3 separate regions of the Pan troglodytes genome follow, and all the other regions are linked to region 1. The links are chromatin contacts, called in public HiChIP or PLAC-seq maps. All regions are on one chromosome and are shown on one strand. The core of a region is the stretch at or near the end of the contact, and the rest is flanking DNA. Distances in the headings are between cores, read along the strand shown. Region 1 holds the start of ABCA3 (ATP binding cassette subfamily A member 3). Region 2 holds the start of ATP6V0C (ATPase H+ transporting V0 subunit c). Region 3 holds the start of NTN3 (netrin 3).

Evidence for each region. HiChIP or PLAC-seq counts read pairs in DNA pulled down with a chosen protein or histone mark.
Region 2: a contact with region 1 is called in an H3K4me3 HiChIP or PLAC-seq map of stem cell-derived excitatory neurons, with 4 times the contacts expected there. The contact joins the promoter of ATP6V0C here to the promoter of ABCA3 in region 1. A contact is called at or near these places in 1 of 7 Hi-C or Micro-C datasets (stem cell-derived neural progenitor cells) and 1 of 1 datasets of contacts at active chromatin or transcription factors (stem cell-derived excitatory neurons).
Region 3: an H3K4me3 HiChIP or PLAC-seq map of stem cell-derived excitatory neurons shows a contact between it and region 1, with 2.6 times the contacts expected there. The contact joins the promoter of NTN3 here to the promoter of ABCA3 in region 1. A contact is called at or near these places in 1 of 7 Hi-C or Micro-C datasets (induced pluripotent stem cells) and 1 of 1 datasets of contacts at active chromatin or transcription factors (stem cell-derived excitatory neurons).

Annotation. Positions count from the first base shown.
Region 1 is chr18:4,951,772-4,954,717 of NHGRI_mPanTro3-v2.0_pri, reverse strand. ABCA3 (ATP binding cassette subfamily A member 3) reads left to right here and starts at 1,438. Exons shown (of 33, transcript XM_016928621.4): 1 at 1,438-1,630. It overlaps LOC134808729 (a long non-coding RNA gene), which reads right to left and starts at 1,364. Exons shown (of 2, transcript XR_010152235.1): 1 at 830-1,364.
Region 2 is chr18:5,124,629-5,127,574 of NHGRI_mPanTro3-v2.0_pri, reverse strand. It overlaps ATP6V0C (ATPase H+ transporting V0 subunit c), which reads right to left and starts at 1,385. Exons shown (of 3, transcript XM_510748.7): 1 at 1,050-1,385. The coding sequence starts at 1,128.
Region 3 is chr18:5,079,731-5,082,676 of NHGRI_mPanTro3-v2.0_pri, reverse strand. NTN3 (netrin 3) reads right to left here and starts at 1,381. Exons shown (of 6, transcript XM_003314927.6): 1 at 1-1,381.

The DNA of each region.
Region 1 (2,946 bases), core at 189-2,688:
CCGCTCAAACCCTACTCCATCAGGACTCTTGGGGGTGGGCGATTTCCGCCCCCGGCCCGGGGCGTTACATTAGGTCGGGGCCGTCGGGTCGTGGTGCCGGCGGCTGGCTGGGCGCGGGGCTGGCGGTGCGGGTCGCAGGCGGCTCCCAGTGGCAGGACCGGCAGCAGCCCTCCCTCACCCGGGGCGCCGGGACCACGGACGCACCTCACTGTGGTCCGGCCGCTGGCGGCGCTCGGGGACCCATTGGCCCCGGCCCGCGGCAACTGTCGGCCCCGCGCGGCGCCCGCCCTCATGCTGGAGCCCGGGAGTCCCTCACTCCACCTCTCCCTGCCACGCCAAGGGGGCCCGCCCCTCCCAGGCTCTCCTGCCTGGGGCGACCCAGTCCCACGACCCGGTCCGGCCCAGGGACACCCCGACCCACCTCCCCACTCCCCTCCCGTTAGACCGCGACCCGTCCCTGGGACCGCCTAATGTGACACGCCCGGGACCCTCCCTGCAGGCGACTCCCTGCAGGGCCCCCGCCCTGGACACTCCCTCCAGGTGACCCCGTTCCGCTCGCTTCGTGAGGTGACCCCGACCCTCCCCGGACCATCTCCTCAGGTGACCCCGACCCTCTCCGGACCCTCCCCGACCCTCCCCTCAGGTGACCCCGACCCTCCCCAGACCATCCCGTCGGGTGACCCCAACCCTCCCCGAACGCCCCCACCCTCCCCTCAGGTGACCCCGACCCTCTCTGGACCCTCCTCACAGGCGGCCCCGCCCCACCCCGGGACCCTCCCGCCAGGTGACCCCGACAAGGCCGGGCCCTCCTGCCTGAGGTGACTCCTACCCGGCTGGGGACCCCCGAGGCCTTCCTCGCTCCTTAACTGAGGGCGACTCCGCTCATCCCGGGACACCGCGCCTTCTCCTGTAAACTCGACGCCTGCCCCGACGGCCGAATTCCAGAAGGTTCCTCGCCGCCGCCTTGCCTTCGGTCGCGCCCCAGCGCCCTGCCAGAGGCGGGGAAGCCCTTCCCTCGGTGCCAGGAGTGACGAGGGCCCAAGGAAAGACAGTGCGTAAGGAGAAATGGAGAAACGGCCAAAGTCGAGTTTCCGGGTGTGAAGACTTCCACTGCTGTGAAACCCACGTGCGCAGAGTCATTCCTGTCAGAGGCCACCGCGCCCTCGCTCGGCTACCGCCGCTGCGCGCCCCCTGCTGGACATAGGCGCGGGCACAGAGCAGTGCGCAGGCACGGGCTGCCGCGCGGCCGGGTGGGAACCGCGTACTCGCAGGGTGGCCGACTGCGCACGCGCAACCCAGAGCGCCCTCTGCCGGGCATGGGCGACATGCAGGGGGCACCGCGCAGGCGCGGGGTTGGGCTGGCCGGAGCGGCCGAGGCGGCCGGGGGTGGACCGGGCACCTGCAGGGGCGGCCGACTGCGCACGCGCCATCCACGGCGCCCCCTGCAGGAGCCGGAGCGGCCGCTGCGTCCGCCAGTAGCGGGTTGCAGGCGCACCCTCCCCTCCAGGGCGGCCACGCAGCTGTCATTGCCGCCGCCACTGCGAGGCTGGAGCGGAGCCCGGGTGGCCGAGGGAGGGGACCCCGCGAGAGGGCCGCGCGCCGGCCGCCGCCGCCCCGGCGCCCAGGCTCGGTGAGTGCCGCCGGGACCCGCCGCTCGCGCCCTCGTTCCCGGGGCTTGCGGTCCCCACCCGGGTCCGCCCTTCCCACCCTCGCCGGCCACCTCGGGCCTCGGGCCGCCCCCAGCTCCGGCCTGGCCTGCGGGCCCCTCCCGCGACCCCGCATCCCCGCCGGCCGCGCCCGCCCCTCCCGCCGCGGCCTCGGCTCCGGGTGCTCCCTGCAGGTGCCGCTCCCTCAGCGTCGGCTCCCATCCGAGCCTTGGGCGTGTCCCGCACTGCGGGCAGTGCCTGAACCCGCGCCGCGCGGGGAAGCTCAACCCTGCCGAGACTCGGCACGGCCCGGGCCCTCTGTGTGCGCCCAGAAGGTGGATATGTAGCGACCGACAGCCCCGGGCCCGAGGGATGCAGGCGTCTGCCGCGCACTTGCGGAGATGGCGCCGCTTTCCGGCCGCAGGGATGCCGGGCGCGCGGTGGCAAAGCCGCCCGGGTTGGATTCCGCCTGCTCCCACCCCCTGGTTCCGAGGAGCCTCCAAATCCGAATCCAAGGCCCACGGTCCGCGGCGGGCGTTTGCTGCGCCGTCCACTGTGTGGGAGCGGGAAAGGGGAGCCGCTAGTCCAGGCGGAGTGGCTTGTGGCAGTCGCCGGGGCCGCGTTCTCGGCGCCCTCCGTCAGGACGTCTGTGTGCATCGCGTCCGTGTGTCTTGGCTCTGTTCCTAGCCGGCTCCACGCTTCAGAAGGGCCGGGACGGCCTTATGGTCAGGGGCGTGGGGAAGGTGCTTGGTGTCTGTCGCACAGATGAAGCCATGTCCTCAGGGGGTAATTGCCGCTTGTTCTCCGGGTTACGTGCTGGACTGTGCACTCCGGGAAGGCATCGATTGGATCTTGTTGGGGTTTGTGTTCCTGGAACTCCAGAAATGCCCGCTGAGTGAGTAGCCGAGACCCCGCGACAGCATGGAGCCCAAGCAGGGAGCACGTGGGAGAGGTTCACTCTTCTCCCGGGCATCCCGTCATTTTATTCAGATAGTCTGGGTGCTGCCTTTTGTAAACTTGAAAAGACTAAGACTGTTTTAGAAAGTTTGCCTCGTGGGAAATGTAAGAGAAAGGGAAAAATAGATAAAAATGGATGTCATGGGAATCTCCCCCACACTTTCATTTTTAACTTCTTAGATAATTTTTCTTTTAAATTGAACCTTTGCTAACTCTACCTGAAAAACAGGACGACGTCTCTCCCTTCCTAAGGTGACTTACCACCATTCTGACCAGACAGGCTTTTGGAACAGGAGAGGGTAGCACGAGTTGTTTCTAAAAAGATGTTAGCCTTCCATCTACA
Region 2 (2,946 bases), core at 136-2,635, 170 kb before region 1:
ATTCCTGGGCCTAGCCCTAGCCCAAGTGCCATTCTCCCAGGGAGACCAATTGTCACTAAATTGGACGCCCAGGACCTGTCAAGGCCCAATTTCAAAAGCAGGGTGCCACCAAGAACCCTAGAAGGCCCCTTCTCCAAGCCCAGGGAAGCCCCTCCCAACTTCAGGCCTCAGGGAAGGAAAGGAAGGTCATTCATTCACCCCTCCATTCATTAGGACCAGAACTGGAAGCCTCAGTCCTGAGGGCAACGACTGGATCCCATAAACTCGGACACCCATGCCACCCTCTCACCCACCTCAGAGCACAGACCCCTCTGCAAGCTACACAGCCCCGCCAGCGCCGATGCTGCTGTCTCCCCGCTCCCTCCACTTCCACACACTCCCACCCGGGTCTCCGCGGGCTCTCCGAACCAAGCCCTCAGCCCAGCTTTCCCAAACAGCCTACACAGCGACACGGGTATTGGGCAACCGTAACCAGCTCCAACCGGAAGTACCTGCCTGTGGGTGAGACCCACCTGACCCCCGGGGCCGGCCGCCATAAGGGCGAGGGCTGAGGACCTCCCGTGGGGGACATGGGCTCCCCACCAGCCGGAAAGCTCCAGCGACCGGCTGGGCGTTCCTGGGCCGGACCCGCGCCGCCGCCCGCGCACTGGGGCCTTCGAGGTGTGATGTCACCTGCCCGCAGAATCGGCCCCCCTCGCGCCGCCCCCCTCGCGCCCCCACCCCAGCCTCCCTCTCGCCGCTCCCGGGGCTAATATGGCAGCGGCGCCGCCGCCCCACCCCCGCAACCGCACGACCCGGCTGGCAGGGCCGCCGGCCCGGACCCCCGAGACTCACACCCCGGCCAAGCCCGCACGCCCTGCGCCCCTGACCCCCGGCGGCTCCCCGCAGCCCTCGGGGCGCCGACCCCCGCCCGCTGTCACACGGGGCCCGGGCGCCCCCGACCGCTCGGGATTACGTCAGAGTGACGTCACACACCGGACCCCGGCGAGCTGCGGGCATGAGCAACGCGCGCGCCCCCGCCCCCGAGTCCCTCCCGCCGCCGCGCTCACCGCTGAAGACCATGGCGGCCGAGGCGCCCATGACGGCGAAAAACGAAGCATACTCGGGGCCGCTCTTGGACTCGGACATGTCTGCGGGTGGGGAGGGGGCAAGCTCTGCGGGCCGAGGCGGGGGCGAGGACGGGCCGGGCACGAAGGTTTGCGGGCGGGCGGCGGCGAAGGCGATCCGGCCCGTCAGCCGCTGCGCTCTAAATACCAGCACCGCAGAACAAAATGGCGGCCGCGTCCGCGTCACATGACCTGGGCCCCGCCCCTGCGAGCCGTACCACTTCGCACCGTGGGGGAGACGCGTCCCCGGGACGCCCGACCGGCCCGTTGACCTCCCCCGGGCTGTGCCGCCCGCCCAGCGACCCGGCCCCGGCGCCCGGCACCGCCCCGCCTTGGCCTCCGCGGGTGTTTCCGGGCGCCGCCGGCCTCTGGATCTCCGCAGCGTTGGACCGGTCTCGCGCCGGGGCGGGGCGGTGTGGTGTGTGCTTCATTAGCATACGGGGCGGGGCCTCGGCGCCCCGCCTCCTCTGCGGCTGCGCGTCGTCTGCAGGTGTTCGGTTCCCGGCGACGCTTTTCTTTGTACCCCTGGCGTGCAGCTGCAGGCCGTGGTTTCGCGGCCTTGTCCCCAAGACGGGGCCTCACTCCTCCGGGCGCTGGTCTTCCAGGATCTCCCTACCAATCCTGGGCGAGCTAAGGGTCCCAGCAGAAGTGCGGCGCGCGGGCCTCCTCTGCCACAGCGTCCGGAAAAGCCCCCAGCCCACACCTGTGAAGTCCCAGCCCGTGGCTGCGGTCACCTCCCTCCACCCTGTCCCCAGTCTCCTCCAGACCCAGACCTACTGCCTCTGACCAAGCGGTTGGTGACTTCACCTCTCGCTTCGGAGAAAAAGGACCCCCTCCCCGCACCTGTCTCTGCCTTTGCATCAGGGACCCAAACATTAGTGGGGTGTGTCTCTGTCCCTCAAGATGTAGGCATGACTGGTGGAAGCCCTGTCGGAACTGCGACCTCTCGAGGCCCCCCGGGCTCTGCACGTTCTGGCGTCCTGGTCCTCCCACCTGTCCTTGCAGCCACCCACGCACGCAAATCCTGCACCTTCAGGGCCATCTTTCTGTCTTTCTGGAGCAGTTGGAGCGCTTCCCGCAGCTGTGAAAGCAGCCCAGCCAGGGCTGGCGCTGCCCTACTGATCCTGTGTGGCAGTCCCTGGCACCCCCTCTGCCTGATCTCCATTCCCCCTTTCAGGGGCCCTGGGCAGCTGCCACCAGGCCTGAGTGTCCTTTGAGCTCTAAGGCCTCATCCTGGGTTAGAGCTCTCCCTGAGTAGCCTGGATGCTGGCTCACCACCTTCTCTACGTAGGCAATGGGGTCATGGCCCCTGGTCTGGCCCTCCTGCTGGACTCAGCCCCACCTTCCCCAGCAGGAGCCTCCCTCAAGCCCCTTCCCCAGGCTAGCCTGGGTCTGCCACTCTTGGAACTTGCAGCCCGTGAAAGTCCCTAAGTCTGTCCTGGTTCAAAGGAGAGGAGGCAACAGATATGGCCAGAGGCCCTTTCTGCTCCTCCCTCTTTCTTGCCCGGCCCTTGTTTCTGAGAAGAGGAATCTTCACTCTGTCTCCACCTCCTCACCTGCCCTTCCCTCCCCAGCTCCTTGCCCTTGCCAAGGTCACTGGTGACCGCCATTTCTCTAAGCAGAAGGACATCTGTCAGGCTGTCCAAGTGGACCTCTGTGCTGCGTGGCCTGCCACCCTCTCCACACACTCTCCTCTCTCCTGCGGACTTCCTAAACCTCAGACGCCCTCATTCTTCCTGGAGTCACAAGGCCCTATAGCCCCAATTTTGCTGCAGGTCCTGGCATACCCAGGGCTGCCCCTGGCTCTGCCCTTCCCCTGCTTGATCCGATCCTTTCCCTG
Region 3 (2,946 bases), core at 132-2,631, 130 kb before region 1:
GCTGGGTGGCCTGGGGACTAGCTGGGGATGGGGTAGCTGTGCCTGGGAGCGACACCACCAAAGAGGGTCCAGGAACAGCTCTGGTCAGAGAAACCTCCTCCCCTCCGACTTTCAGGTCCTTGACAGAGGAGGCCAAGCATCCCAGGGAGGGGCAGGGAACAAGTTCCCTGCAGGGCCAGCATCGAGGCCTGAATGCCCCGTTTCAGATGGGAGGCCAGGCCTGCAGCTGGTGGCGGAGGCCACGTGGGTGCTACCCTGGACACAACCAGAGATGAGCAAGGACCAGGAGGAAGAGAATGGAGAGGCAGACGCATCACGCTGTTTGGGAGAGGAGGGGCAGGAGGACACGGAAGCCTCCTAGGGGAAACTGAAGGACCAGAGGAGGGAGCAGGAGGGCCTGACCATGGAGGGGAGGAACGGGAAGACAGGGTGATAGGGCACCTGGCTTGCCTCCTGGAGCAACTGACACTGGCTGGTGGGCACCTTCTCCTTGCCACACAACTGCATGTGACAGCCACAGATGCACAGAGATGGGGGCACCGGAGGACTGAACAGAGAGGGCTAAGGGGCTCTCTCTCTGCCACAGGGCCCCTGCCCCTCAGCTTCCTGATAAAGAAAATGGGAATTGTGTCCTTTACAAGTTGAGGGACCTCAACCTGACGGGGCTCACGCTCTGCTCTGTGGGTCAAGCTTAGAACCTGAAACGTCCCAACCACCCTCTTCAAGGTCCTTCTGGCTCCCAACCCCCACCCCCCGACACCCCACCCTAAGGGTGGGAGGAACCCTGGGGGGACTATGGGGGCTGAGATCATCATTCTGGGACAGTGGAGAGAAAAGCCCAGGCCTGACAGAGGGGTCCCACTGGCCAGAGACAAGCCTCTGGGGAAACCCAAGCTGTCTCTGGACGTCAGGGCCACTGCCAGACTGGCTGCCAGCCAGGCTGCAAGAGGGACAGTGGCCAGCAGCCTCTTCCACCCTCATCAGAGGGGCTGGCTTTGTCTCCAGCTCAGCTTCCCTGTGAGCCAGGACTGGGGTCTGCAGAACGTCTGGTGGCTTCTGGGGTGGGGGAAAGTAGGTGCCTGGGGCTCAGCCCTGCCCCAATTGTTCATCTGGGTCAGCAGCAGCGGCGGGAGGCCGTGGGCCCAGAGGGCCATTGTACCACCAGCTCCCCAGGGAGGAGGCCGCTGGTCACAGGGCCTCTCCCCAGGAACAGTCCTCTGCACACGCTACTCTGCCCCCACCCCCAGCCCTCACAGATGGTGTTTGGGAGTTAGGAAGGGCCTCCCCACAGCGCCCAAGCGGGACTTATTGCTCCCCAGGGACCCAGCCACCTGTCCCAGCCCCTGGCTGGGGCCTCTCCCACCTCCCACCTCTCCACTGGCCCTGCCCCCTCCTGGCACCTTCTGCAACAAAGAAGCTCCGCCTCCCCTCCCCCCACCTGCAACTCAGGCCGCAGTGCTTCGCCTCCCCCTCCCCACCCCACCCCTCACCCCTAGAGTGGCAGCTCCAGCTTTGGGGCACAGGCTGGGGAGAGGGCATAGATGGGCTGGACAGTCCTAGGCGGCAGGGAGCTGAGAGTCTTTCCTGTAAGATGCCCGTTGATCCAATAATTCCCTGCCCAGCCCAGAACCTGCTGTCTCCCCCCAGACGCCTGCAAGCCACCACATGTTCACCTATTGCACATTTATCGAGCGCCTATTATGCCTCGGGGGGTTTCCAACCGAGCTCCGAAGGCAGACAGCCCAGGAGCAGACACAGCGCCGGCTCCCAACGGCGGGTGGTGTGGCCGAGCCCGCGTCGCGCTGCCCTGCACCCAGCACCCTCGCGCCGGGTCGATCCCCCAGCCTCGCACACCGCTGCCCAGCCAGGCCGCTCTGCGGTCGCGCCAGCTCTGCGCGCCAAGTCAAAAGCTGAAATGCGACGTTGGACGGAGGAGGGAAGAGAGGGAAAGCAGAGAGGGAGGGAGGGAAACGGCCGGTGGCCTTCTCTGCGCAAAGGGTTCCAGAAGAAACGATTTGGGGATGGGGTGTGGGGGGCGGCCTCTGCGACCGCGCTTGGCACTGCGCCCGCCCGGCCGGGGCGACGTTGGAGGGCGGGGCGGCCGGCTCGCGGTGACCTCGATGGGAGGGGGTCTCGCCCGCGGCTCAGGGCGCCCCCGGCTCCCTGCGCCCGGCCCTTCGCCTCCGCCGAGCGCGCCAGCACAGGAAGGCGGCGGTCAGAAGCCCCAGGCCCGCACTGAGCGCGGCCAGCGACGAGCCCTGGGCCAGGTCCAGGCGGGGTCCCCGCAGCGAGAAGGTGATGGCCGTGGCAGCCGCACCAGCCAGCACGGCCACGGCACCGAACGGCAGAATGCAGCGAGGCCACGAGCCCCCAGCGCCGCCGGTGGCCAAGAGCAGGGCGCGCAGGGCCCCGGGGGGTTCCGGGTGCGCCAGACCCGGCCCGGGGGGCGAGGCGGGCGCCGCTGGGGGAGGCTCCAGCGCGCTCATGCCGCCAACGCGGTGGCCGCGCTCGGTGGGTGGTGTGGACGCCCGCCGCAGTCCCAGTGGCGTTCCAGGCTCGCCACGTCAGAGCCCATTGGCTCCAGAGGCGGTGACGCCAGCCGGGAGCCCGAGGAGTCAGCCGCTACCTCTGGGTTTTGGCGGGGAATCGGGGTGGGCGGGCGTTAGTCCGAGGAGGCGGCTTGTCTTTCCCGCCCTGGACTCCTGTGCTGGGGCCTCCTCAGGACCCCCACAAAGCTACCTAGGCCGCCTCCCTGCTCCAGGACACCACTGTCCTCTGGGTTGGCCCCCGGGATTGGTGGATCATTGAGTCAGTGCACGTCTGGCTCCCATCAGGGCCTGGCCGGGGTAGGGGGGATAGCACCCCTGTCCTCCTGAGGCAAACATCCAGTAGGCATGGGGGATGAGCCATGAGCCAAGTCAGCCAGTGAAATAACGTCAGGTAGAG